Linked DNA regions of Hordeum vulgare: region 1 is linked to region 2. Evidence: chromatin contacts called from public Hi-C data. All regions are on one chromosome and are shown on one strand. The core of a region is the stretch at or near the end of the contact, and the rest is flanking DNA. Distances in the headings are between cores, read along the strand shown. Region 1 holds the start of LOC123405786 (4'-phosphopantetheinyl transferase HetI-like). Region 2 has its middle 7.2 kb from the start of LOC123405939.

The links. A called contact is a pair of places that touch in the nucleus more often than the background predicts.
Region 1: a contact with region 2 is called in a Hi-C map of leaf, with 6 times the contacts expected there. The contact joins the promoter of LOC123405786 here to the enhancer-like site in region 2. A contact is called at or near these places in 2 of 6 Hi-C or Micro-C datasets (leaf and seedling) and 1 of 1 datasets of contacts at active chromatin or transcription factors (embryo).

Annotation. Positions count from the first base shown.
Region 1 is chr1H:32,989,853-32,992,552 of MorexV3_pseudomolecules_assembly, forward strand. LOC123405786 (4'-phosphopantetheinyl transferase HetI-like) reads left to right here and starts at 1,448. Exons shown (of 9, transcript XM_045099362.1): 1 at 1,448-1,630; 2 at 1,746-2,041. The coding sequence starts at 1,836.
Region 2 is chr1H:32,700,463-32,703,370 of MorexV3_pseudomolecules_assembly, forward strand. No RefSeq gene overlaps it. Among protein-coding and RNA genes, the nearest start is that of LOC123405939, 7.2 kb to the left of the region's middle. Within about 2 kb of position 1,364, at least 1 of the 3 cell types and tissues checked has open chromatin away from gene starts, as enhancers often do. A contact at or near this core is called in leaf, where this site is marked.

The DNA of each region.
Region 1 (2,700 bases), core at 198-2,697, 290 kb after region 2:
GTTCCGTATGTTGGAAAATGTTCGGAATTTGAAAAAAAGTTCCGGAATGTAAAAAATGTTTCCGAATTTGAAATAATGTTCTGGAATTTGAAAACATGTTCGGCTATTTGAAAAAATGTTCCGGAATTTGAAAAATGTGCTGGTATTTAAAAAAAAGTTCCGTAATTTGTAAAAATATTCTGGATTTTGAAAAAATGTTCTGAAATTTGAAAATATGTTCTGGAATTTGAAAAAAATATTCCGGAATTTTAAAAAATGTTACGAAATTTTAAAAAAATTCCGGAATTTTAAAAGAATTTCCGGATTTTGATATTTTCATAATTTTAGAAAAGTTCCGGAATTTGTAAAAAATGCTCCGTATTTGGAAAAATGTTCCGGAATTTAAAAAAATGTTTTGGAATTTGAAACTTTTCCGGAATTTTTAAAAAAAATTCAGAATTTGAAAAGGGGCCTGCTATGCATCCACCGGTGGATGTTTACTAAACATCCACCACTTGGAGGGCCTTCCGATCTACACGTAGCCGTCGGATCTGCTCCGGTCAGGCACCCCATAATTTCTGAAACGATGGCTGAGTTGCAGAAACTTTCGCTTTGTTGCAAGAAATAAACTTTGGACCCGTTAATTCCTGAAACAATGGTCGAGTTTCAGAAACAATTTGCTTGTTGCAGGATTTTTTTTCTTCGTCTTTCTGCAACATAGGTATTTTTGCGGGAGAATTTTTTGCAACAAAGGTCATGTTTCAGGAATTTTTACAACAAAGGTCAAGTTGCGAATTTTTTTTGCAACGTTCATAGGCGGCTGACGGCGGCCGGATGGTCAGAACATAAATCTACAGTAGACCACTCCAACATCGTATATGTTTCAAAAACATAGTCTTTGTTGCAGAACCGCATAGTCACTTGGACGCGTGTCTTACGGGGGAGGTGGCTGATGTGGTCATTATAATCCGCCTGCTGATGGTTAGCTTTTCCCATTTGAAAAACGATTTTGCACATGTTTTATAAAAATGTTCCTATTAAAAGTTTTTTGTTTTGATAATTCAAAAAATGTTTGTGCTTGAAAAATGTGTTTGCGCTTTCAAATTTGTTTGGTATTTTGCAAAATTGTTCTCCTTTACAAAATTTATGTTCTCAAAATTCGAAAAATGTTCACGCTTCCAGAATTATTCACGTTTTTTGAAAGTTGTTCTTTAAATTCGAAAAATGTTTTTGCTTTAAATAAAAAACAAAGTAAAAAGGAAAAAAGAAACAAACAAATAAAAATAACAGTGAAGGAAAAAGGTAACAGAAAATAGAAATAAAACTGGGCTGGCCCATTATGCCCCCCCCCCCCCCCCCCCATGCGGCGCTGGAGCGGCAGGTAGGAGCTCCTCCCTGCTCCGGCAATAAAATCCGCGTTCTTTGGTTAGCTGGGCCAACCTGGGCTTTCTGGTCCGGTGCACGGGCAAGCCCACCCTTTCAGGTCTATCACCTCTCGATCCATCTGACGCACGCCTCGCGGCGGCGGCGGCGGATTTCACACTCCTCCTCGACTCCGCCCTTACCCGCCCGCCGCCGGCGCCCGCAACCTCTCCCGGACGCGCCCCTGCCCAGGATCTGCACCGCCGACGAGCCCCCGGCGCTGCGCTAGGTAAGGCCCATCTAATCCAGCCTCGCATTGCACGATTTGTGAGGCCGGAGCGGTTGTTGGCGGGATGTGAGAGAGACCCTCTAAATGGCCGCCATTTCTTGTTGCTCCGCCGCAGAGACTACGACCGGCCGGCCGCTCCCTCGTTGCCACCAACAGCCAGCGCTATAAGCCAAACCCGGCGGGCAGCGCGAAGCAGCATACGCGCATGCGCCACCACCACCGCGTCCTCCTCCGCTGCCGCGCGATGCCTCTCCTGCCGTCGCCGCCGAGGACGCTGCGGGTTGAGGGAGGCCTTGTGCGCCACCGCCTCGTCAGATGCCGTGGGTTGCCTATCCCGCCGAAGACGCCGGGGGTCTCGGGCGGGCGCCTGTTCTCCTCCCTGCCGCTCCCGCCGCCTCTCCAGTCCCCAAGGTAGCCACCTTTCATCCTTATGTGCCCTGTCTGCTAGGACATATGGTAGATCTGCCTCTGGCGGCAGGCAGTAGAGGTTACGCTTGCCTGTGTATGGCGTTTTCAACCAGTGGTTAGAGGTTTCGTCGGCGGTGAGGGGAATTGGGGATGTGAGTAGAGCAGCAAGGGGGTGGGATTGAAGAGCAGGAGATGTGAATTGGGAATCATTTTCATTCAGCATAATGATCTGTTCGATTACATGTCATTAAATTGGATCTGGGCACCACAGCTGGCAGGTGCGCCCTACGGCACTCGCTACCTTCTACTCCCTCCATTCCTAAATATAAGTCTTTTTAGAGTTTCCACTAGGGAACTACATACGGATGTATATAGATATACATTAGAGTATACATTCACTCATTTTGCTACGTATGTACTCCCCTAGTGGAATCTCTAAAAAGACTTATATTTAGGAACGGAGGGAGTATGATCAACCCGTGTCGGGTGGCGGCCACAGGTGACGGGGGCATGATACTATGCTCCACGTCTTGTGTCTGTCTCTCCTTAATATGGAAAGTAAGTACTTCATACTCCCTCCGTCCCAAATTTTTTGTCTTAGGTTTGTTTAGAAATGAATGTATCTAAATACGAAAACTTGACAAGATGCATTTATATCTAGA
Region 2 (2,908 bases), core at 114-2,613:
TTACTGCTGTGAAAAATACAGTTTTGCCTTTCACAAAAAAAACATCTTGTTTTTGTTTTCTCGAGAAGCATAGATTTGCTTCAGTGAAAAGCACATCTATTTCCTCTCAAAAAGAGGGGAAATTAAGGAAAATATTTCCAGCTTATTTTTTTCTGATTTTTCCTTTCTACGTATAAAAAAAGTCAAACCCTATTTTAAAGCTTCAGACTGAATTCTAGTTGTATAGATCTTGAAGCGAGAATTTTAATAATCAAAATGGTTCATAATTTGCATGCACAGTTTAACATGCATTTTTTTAATAAACATATCTATATAAAATAATAAAACTTTTAAATTACGACAGGTGACGCACATACAACACGTCACTAGTCAACTCCTATAAAGGTAGGAATAGCCTTAGTAAAAGATACCCCTTAATTAGTGGTGTTGTTATTTTCGGGAGCATGGCCTGAAAACGCCAGGTACTACAGGCTTCACAATGGACGCACGAAGCCCACAGCCTATTACGCGCCCTATCGGGTGCCCGCCCTTATATCCAAAATCATTAATTAAAGAATATTTCTTTTAAATATTATTTTTATCTTTTCAGATTACGACAAGTGATGCACTGAATGGGTGTCGTTTGTCGTGATTCGAAAGTTTTCCCTTTTTCTAGTCCGTATTTCTGAAATCTTGTATCTCTTAAACAGTACGTTCAAATGTTGAATTGTTTTCATCATTGGGTTTCTCACATCAAGATCTTCAAAACTAGATACCATGTTTATATGTTTTAATAAACTTTTTTTCATAAAGAACGGGTAAAAAAAACCAAACAAAAAAATGTGTCTACCGCGATAGAAAAAAAAACAAAAAACATGTTTTTTCTTGTTTCTGAGAGGCACGGCCATGTCACTCACGGAAGCAAAACTGTGTCTCTCGCAAAAAACAATATTAAAAATATATCTTTTTCATTCATCAGTGGCACGGTCGTGCCTTTCACGAAAGTAAAACCGTGTCTTTCACTCGAAAAAATAAAAAACACATTTTTTTTCTTTTTCGAAAGGCACGTCCGTGAAAGCAAAATTGTGCCTCTTATGAAAAAAACAGAAAACATATTTTTTTCGTTTTCGAGAGGTACGGCTGTGGCTCTCGCGAAAGCAAAACTGTTCATCTCGAGGAATAAAAAACAAAAAAAAAAGTGTTTTTTTGCATAATTTTTTGTTTTTCGATTTTTTCTCAGAAAGCTAAGAAAGATCGGTGAAAAATCAAAACCCGCAAAAATATATTTAAAAAACCATTCTATAAAGCCGATAAGAAATAGAGTCTTAACCCGTCACGTCAAAGGTTGTGTGAGATGGGCCGGCTAGAGGCCACAAACTTATGTTCTTTTTTATTTTCCTTTTTTCCCCTTTTTTCTCTAAATTTCGCCCTAAACCAACGACTGGGCCTCATCTAATAGTTGGGCGTCATCTCGCAGTTTCTACAAAGAGTTACATGCCTGAATAATACTCCGTCACACTCCCATCGGTCGCCGGCGGCGCTGCCTGCACAACGACTCCGTCCCCGTTGCCGCCGTCGCATCGTCACCGCGGCCACGAACCCATGGGGAGGGAGCAGAGCGAATCCACAACACGGCCGCCAGTTTCGATGCCGTAAGCTCACGGATTTTACTAATTGTTTCAGATTGATGCTTTTGATCTCCATAGGCTTTGGAGCTTTTGCCCAGATGCATGCTGCCGTTCTCATATCTCTAACTTGCCTCCGCACAGTAGCAATCTGTATTATTAGTGACTGTCTTAAAAATAGCAGTTCATGCATCATCTTGAAAATAGCCAATCTCAAAATCATGGCCTGTCTAATTATATATGCAGACGCAAAGAACTGCATTGATTTTATCTGAAAATGAAACGAAAGACAAACATATTGACATAACTACTCCGTCGGCCTGCAGTAATGTCTTTTCACTTCCTCTGCTGAAACTACACTTTGTTCATAAAAAATTGTACTACTAATTTTGTTTTCTGGTATTTCGACTTCATTAAATTAGTCTTCTGGTAGCAGGTGAGACTGAACTGTAGAGTGCTCTTGGAATATCAGCATCGTCCAAGCATTATTTGTGGAATTCAGGCGATAATCTGTAAAATAAAGAAAATAGGCGCACAAGTGAGTACTTGAACCTTTTTTTAGGGTTTTGCTTTTGTTTGAACTTTGAACAAACTGCATTCAGTAGGCAGGCAATGCATATGTACAAAGAGGCACGCTAACTTCTAATAGCCGAGACTTGGCATATTTCCATGGATATTTTGTGAAAGATATTACCGGCAAGGCGACACTATATAATTATCACTCTGGAGTTTGCTGTTTTGGAATCTAATGCAACCATATTTTGTGACGTTGACTAGAAATGCTTGCTACTATGCATGCTAGAATGGTGCATGTGCAAACTTTTTCGTATCACAGCTGAAGTCTTAGGTTTAATTCTCCGAACTGATTTGGCATGACGATGGTACATGATTGATCTGTGAAAACTTCATGTGAGCAGGGAACTTTAGTACTCCCTCCGTCCGGAAATACTTGTCCTAAAAATGCACATAATGGATGTATCTACAATTAAAATAAGTCTAGATGCATTCATCTTTAGGACAAGTATTTCCGGACGGAGGTAGTATTTGCCGGTCTATTTCTGGTACATGATAATGATTTTCGTCTTTGCTGGCTATTTTTGGTAATTAACACTGTTGTTACTCGAATTGGAGTTCAATTGTTTTTTCTTTATTCTTCTTTGTATGCAAGACTTCACTGTAGCTTCCTAATGTATAATTTATTGCTTGTTATTTGACACACTCAAGATGTTCGGACCTTTTATATCTGTGCTACGTGCAAAATGGAAGAAATAATGAACATTGAAATCTAATGTAGAGTATTTGTT